Linked DNA regions of Ovis aries: region 2 is linked to region 1. The links are chromatin contacts, called in public Hi-C maps. All regions are on one chromosome and are shown on one strand. Each heading gives the region's core, a stretch centred on a gene start, on an enhancer-like site or on the middle of the called end of the contact. The rest is flanking DNA. Distances are from core to core; before and after follow the strand shown.

Evidence for each region. Hi-C and Micro-C count contacts between places; a contact is called where the count stands out from the background.
Region 2: a contact with region 1 is called in a Hi-C map of liver, with 3 times the contacts expected there. The contact joins the promoter of CALML6 here to the enhancer-like site in region 1. A contact is called at or near these places in 12 of 16 Hi-C or Micro-C datasets (blood, hypothalamus, liver and 6 more).

The regions. Positions count from the first base shown.
Region 1 is chr12:50,192,701-50,195,952 of ARS-UI_Ramb_v3.0, forward strand. The region is part of intron 1 of GNB1 (G protein subunit beta 1); the gene reads left to right. Among named protein-coding and RNA genes, the nearest start is that of GNB1, 36 kb to the left of the region's middle. Within about 2 kb of position 1,726, at least 2 of the 54 cell types and tissues checked have an H3K27ac peak or open chromatin away from gene starts, as enhancers often do. A contact at or near this core is called in liver, where this site is marked.
Region 2 is chr12:50,144,986-50,148,237 of ARS-UI_Ramb_v3.0, forward strand. It overlaps CALML6 (calmodulin like 6), which reads right to left and starts at 1,735. Exons shown (of 6, transcript XM_042229329.1): 1 at 1,573-1,735. The coding sequence starts at 1,735.

The DNA.
Region 1 (3,252 bases), core at 476-2,975:
ATGCGTTTCTGACAGTGACCACGTGATCCATACAGCCTTCGGCTGAGCTGCACAGTGCAGAGCACTGCCGGCTTCTGGGCTGCCTGAAGGCGCAGAGTCTGTCCTTGCCCATTTCCAGGCCCCCTTGTAAGTCACAGTGGCTTCAGAGACACTTCAGCTCATAGTGCCTTCCATGTTTCCATTTTTGTAGGAAATATGCTCATGTCTTCAGCCTGGAAGTTTTGGAAGCAGGTTCCTATTCTTGAATGTGGGGGAATATCTTACTTGTTAAAATTTGTCTCTAACTCTTCAAGGGAAGAATACACTCATGTTTCTCAGATTTCTTTGTGAGGGACTAATGGGCAGGATCATGGTTCAGATCTGGCAGAGAGACCCAAGTTCACCTGGAGCGTTTGTAGTCCATGTATTTCGCCATCCTCAGACACAGTTAATCTGAGTCCTGGGGAAGGTGCCCGGATGTGTGGTGGTTACAAGCACCTTGAAAGGTACGAGCCCTTTCAACTTTCTTCCATAGGAGAAGTCAGATGGCAGAGCTCTCCTTTAGAAAGTTAAATCAGGTGATGATGAATAAGATGGTTGGAGAGGAAAAGAGATGGCTGGGGAGTGAGTTAATAGTAGGCTCCATGAAGACTGTGAGCTGGAAGGAGGCCAGCAGTGGGAGTGAGTCCAGGGTGGGAGAAAGGGAGATTGGTGGGATTGGGTGGCAGCTTGGGGCAGGGTTTTCTGTGTTGATGAGGGTGGGGAATGGACTGTCATGGGGTTTGGAAAGGCAAGCCTGTGATTGTGATGAGATTGAGCCTGAGAGTGCAGGACCTGGGGTGCAGCCAGGAAGGGGCGCAGCAGGGAGGGGGGCAGCAGGAGAGCAGGGTCCCCTCACCTGGTGTTCAGGGAGCAGGAGGTGACTGGCATGCCAGGTGTTGCTCACACAAGTCAAATAAGGGGAGCAAGGTCTGCGGTTGCCATTACCCAGGTGGGAGGCATGGGTTATGTGATTGGAATTAAGACAGGTGGGAATTTCGGAGACACTTTTGGTGAAGCCATGAAATGAGGAAAGAGATCATGGCCTGACTTGCTATCACTTTATAAGTCTGGAATGCAGAAGCCCTGGGATGGGACAGGAACCGTGGGGAGTGCGCCCCTCCCATGTGTCCGTGATCCTCTTCTTTTTGCTGCTTAGTCCAAGCTGTGGTGGGTGGGTTGCCACAGGCCTCAGGTTCATGTCCCACTCGTTGCCTCTATTTCCACAGCATCAGGGGACACAGTTTTGTCTGACGTTGGCCGGAGGGTGCTTGTCCTTGGTGTGGTCAGCTCTGACTGGGGTGAGGGGGAGCGTGGGACAGTCCTGAGACCAGGTTTTGGAAGAGGAGCAGTTGGGGCAGCTCTTAGGAAATCGGTTTGTAACCTGACAGGCCCCTTCCCTTCAGAGCAGCCATGAAGGCTTGGCACCATCCAAGGTACTGCCTCTTGGGGTCAGCGCGACAGTGGTCAGAGAACTGGACAAGCCAGGTGGCTGGGTAGCATGGTGGTCGGGGGTGTGTGTGATCAGCTCTGTCTCGAGGTCGAGTACTGTTTCCTGGCAGAGGGGAAGAGAGGGCAAGGACATTCTGAGCAGAGGAACACATTTAATTTTTTATCTGATTTTCTTTTAAAAATTGCACACAGACTTGTTTTTAAATGGCAGTAAGTATTGCGTCAGGGTAAGCCCCTGGGCTCAAATCCAGTTGCCGGGTGTCACACCAGCTCTGCCACTTGGTCTTAGTGCAGCTTTGAGCCCAGTTACTGACCTTCCTCTGCCTTAGGTATCTTTTCTGTAATTTTGTGGAATTGAAATGCCAAGGAAGGATGATAGCAGTACGCACCCGTTGCGTTGCTGAGGAGTTAATCGGATGGCTGTAAAGTACTTAGCAACATAGCATTGGGTACATAATAGTTATTTGATAAATTTTATGGTTGATTAACCTTTTGATCTATATCTTTTTCGCAGACATAATTAGAAATCTAGTTTGGGGGCGTAGACTCTATATCAGTTGTCCATAACATAAAGGGTACACTGCAGATGTGGTGCTTAGAGTGGTTCCTGAGACCCACGTGCATGCCTGGGGGTCAGCCCTTCCGGATGTCACTGTGACAGAGCACATTCAACCCCCCGAACATGAGGCCGGAAGAGGATGGGGGAGAAGATTGTGTCTCCTCTGGATCTCCTGAGTTCCAATTGTGACATCTTTCTCACTTTTTCCACTTTTTTCCACTTTTGGGGGAAAATGTCCTCCAGAGTCTTCCTGGACTTTGAGTGTATGATTTTTGCTTGGAGTTAGTTCAGGACAGCACTGTTTTCTCCCAGTTTCCAGTGTTGCTGTTGGGAAGTAAGATGCTGCCAACTCTTGATCCTGTGTAGCACCAGTTTGTTCTATGTGGAAACTTTGAGGGTCCTGCCTTTGGTGTTCTGAAATACGATGTATCTTGATAACAGTGTCTTTTCTTTCGTTATGCTTGGCCCATGGTGCGTCTTTTCCGCCTGGAGATTGAGATAGTTCCAGGAGGAAATGATCAATGCCAGGAAGAGGTGGTGGTATAGTTGTGCTCCAAGCATATTGCTGTTTTTATTCATTTCTGGCTATATATTTCCATAGCTCGTCCTCCAAGAATGTGTTACATGTTCAGTAGTTACTGCTGTGCTTGATGGTAAAGTTACTCTTGCATTGCAAACATTAGAGCTATTCTCCTGGGCAGACCTAATTTGGGAGAAAGTTGGAATTCTGCAGGTCATATTGGACAGGTTGCCACCCTTCTGCAAAAAATAAGTACTTTTCCTCATAACTTTTCCCCAAGAGATTTATTGTAACATGGGGAAACCACAATGAAGTGTGACTTTTTTAATGAATGCAAGAAAATACAGGATAATTTAAAAACTAACTGAATATGGTTAGAGGTTTTTTATTTGGCAGCCAGATCTGTTTCTGGTTGGAGCATCACAGCCATTCCTGGGCACCCCTTGCACCTTCACACGGAGCTGGCTCACCCCAGACTGTGATGGTGGGAATGGCAGCCCAGCACGTTCTTTCATTTTCACACTGCTCAAGAATGATGGTGTGGACATGAGACTCCAGACACGTCCCTGTAGCATGTCACTGCGACGTGTGGCTGCTAGTGTTCTACAGGCTGATCAGACTCGGAAAGGACCCAGTGGTTGGAGCTGTCAGGGGCTTTACAGTGGAGTTAAACTAGCAACCAGTAACAGAACACTGTCTGGAA
Region 2 (3,252 bases), core at 485-2,984, 48 kb before region 1:
AGAGCCAACCATCAACAGAGAGAAGAGGCTGTCCACAGGATGGGAGAGGATACTAGCAAACCATACATCTGATATGGGATTAATACTCAGAAAATGCAAAGAACTATTATCACTCAACACAGCAATAACCTAATTCAAACAATGGGCAAAGAGCCTGAACAGATCTTTCTCCAAAGGAGACAGACAGCCAACAAGCCCACGACAAGATGCTCAACATCCCTGATCATCAGGGAGCACAAATTAACAGCACAGCCAGATAGCACTTCACACCATCAGGACTGCTACTATCAAAAACCAGAAAACAAGACAGTGTTGGTGAGGACATAGAGAAACTGGAACCCTTGAGCACAGCTGGTGGGAATGTAGAATGGTGGAAGGTCCTACAGAGGTGCCTCCAAAGAAAAGTAAACATAGAAGCTCCACGTGATGCAGCAATTCCATTTCTGGGCCTTTTCCCCCAAGAATCAAAAGCAGGGTCTCAAAGGTATTTGCATACCCATATTCATAGCAGCATTATTCCATTTAAAACAATCGCCTTTTAAGTGGCGATTGCCTACCTGGATAAAAAGTCCAGATGCTCCCTGTCCACAGACACAGTCTAATGAAAGGCCAGCCCCCGGGGCCTCCTAGCACCCTCTCTGCTGGGCGTGTCCCAGGAGCCCGAGCCCCTCTGCGCCCAGCACTCCACACTCTGGATGGGTCTGGGGTCATAACCTCAAGACATCCTTTCCTGGAAACCCTGCTTTGCTCTAAAATTCCATCATTTGTTGATCCACAAAGAAATCACAGCACTAAAGATCAGTCTCAAACTGACCACCTTCTCTGACTGCCGATTTCCACCCATTATCTTTTAAAAAATATTTATTTATTTGGCTGCACTGGGTCTTTTTTGCGGCATTCGGGACCGTTTTAGTTGCAGCATGCGAACTCTTGGTTATGGCATGTGGGTTCTAGTTCCCTGACCAGAGATTGAACCGGGGCCCCCTGCATTGGGAGCTTGGAGTCTTAGGCACTGGACCACCAGGGAAGTCCCTCCACCAATTTCTAAGACCAGAGGAGGAAATTCTCTGGTGGTTGGGCAGTTAATAAGACTCTGTTCTTCCACTGCAGGAGATGAGGGTTCGATCCCTGGTCGGGGAACTAAGATCCCACAAGTCCAGGGAGCGGCCAAAAAATACCGAAACAAAACAGAAACACAGGAAACCGTTAAGAGCTGAAAGGGCTTGTTTCCGCGAAGAGCGGGAGGGGCGCGCTGAGAGATAATAGCCCCGAAAACTAAGGACGGTTTTAGCAAAATCACAGGCGGATCTGGAAACAGGTTAAGTGGCCCTCCCGAGTTCTTCGTGGGAAATGCTAAACCACCAGCCCACTCTGGAGGGCGGAGTCCGGAGGAGAGTCGCTCAAGCCCGCTCCCGACACTCCTCCCTGTAGTTGCCCGGTCCTCGGCCCCGCCCGGGCCCCTCTCCCGGCCCCGCCCCCGACACTCGGCTCCGCCCCGCCCCTCGTTCCTCCACTAGGCCCCGCCCCGGCCCTTCCACCGGACCCGCCCCATCCCCGGCCCGGAAGCTGCGCCTGGGGCGTCCACTCCGCGCGTGTGCACCAGGCGGCGCTCGCGAGCCGCGCGAAGCCTGGACTGGGCGTGCCGCTGGGCGGGCACCGGCGTTTGAGGGCGGCCCTCCTGGGTTTGGAGCTGGGCGGGGTCGCCTTGCCCGGCCTCCGGCCGGCCTCTCTCCATCCCTCCTTTCAAAACCCTGCACTCGAAGACTCATTCTTCGATTCCCTCAATTGTGAGCACAAAGACAGGCATAAGTACAACCCAGCTTGTGGCAGGTCGGGGGAGGGGGGAGGTCAGAGTGCCGACTGCAGAAATGGAGCCACCGCTCACCACCTTTACTCAAGGGCAGGGGGTGGGCCCTGGACCGTGTGGTCCAGAGAGCCTAGCCAAGCCGTGCTCGGGAGCTGGGGCCCACTGCTCAGCTCAGCCACCAGGTGACCCGGTGTGGCCGGCCTCTGCTTTCCCCAGGCTCCGGGGGCTCCCAGCTAACCTTGACAGCCCTGTGTCCTCTCCCCTGAGGGCTCAGGGCGCTCCAACGTTCTGAGGGCTCTTCCTTGTCCTCTTAAGTCAATGGAAAGAGCCTCAGACCACTCTGGTTCCAGGGGGCCCAGCGGCCAGAGGGCAGCAGGAGCCTGGAGGTCTGTCCCACACGGAGGGGATGCTGATGCTGTTGCCCACAGAGCCTGGGGCAACACCCATGAGGGCAGCACCCATCAGCCTTGGCAGACAAGGGTCCCCCCCGCCAAGGGTGAGGCTTGCATGGCCCTGTCCTCAGCAGTGCCCCTGGTGGTGCCCAATGGGGATGACCCACCACCCCTTGCACTTGCATTCTCTCTGGGGCTTCATCTCCATGGTCTGTCTCAGAGGGAGTGTCCACCCAATGCAAGGCCTTACCCCTATGGCCACCAGGGGCTCCTGTAGGGACAATAGGACAAGACAGGCAAGTCCTTAGAAGTGATCCTCAGGCTGAGCCACCCCCTGGCACCCCAGAGCAGGCCTGGGCATGAGCACCAGGCATCTGCCCAGGGGAACATGGCAGGAGCCTGGCAGGTCCCAGATGGACGTCACTGCGAGAGCTCCAGGGCCCTGGCTCCAGGCAGCGCTACCACCCCCGATGTGCCATGCAGGCCTGCTGGTTTCCAAAACACCCAGTGCCTGCAGGCCTGGCCGCCCCAGGAGGGCCAGCCCAGGGGGCCAGCATGTGCTCCATGCTTAGCCTTCACTCCTACGGCCTGGGGTCCCAGCCCACCACTTCCTCTTTCTTCTCCCTGGGTCCCATGCCTGCCAGCCTCCAAGACCACCTCCCTGGGACTCTGCCAAGCTCCAGGGTCCCTGGCCTCACACCTGCCTCTCATTGCCCCTTGCAGGCACAGCTTGCATCACCTCCCAGGTGACCAGTGGGCTGGCCTCAGGGACAGGATTCTTGACAAACAGCCCTCAGGCCCCAAAGGCCCTCCTAAAGGGAGGAGAGCCGCATCCTCAGGATGAAGAGCCCTCTGCTGAGGACCGTAGGGCTGAGGCTCCGGGGGCCTGGATGGCCCTGCAGGGGTCAGATGTCATCTCCCTCCCCCATGCCTGCCCCCGAACACATGCAGTGGTGCCCAGCCTAAGTGTAACGTGCCCTCCTGACTAGGAGCAGAGCCTGGTGGTGGAGGGCAGATGAGGGTGAAGAGTACAGCACCCAGCAAACACCCCCG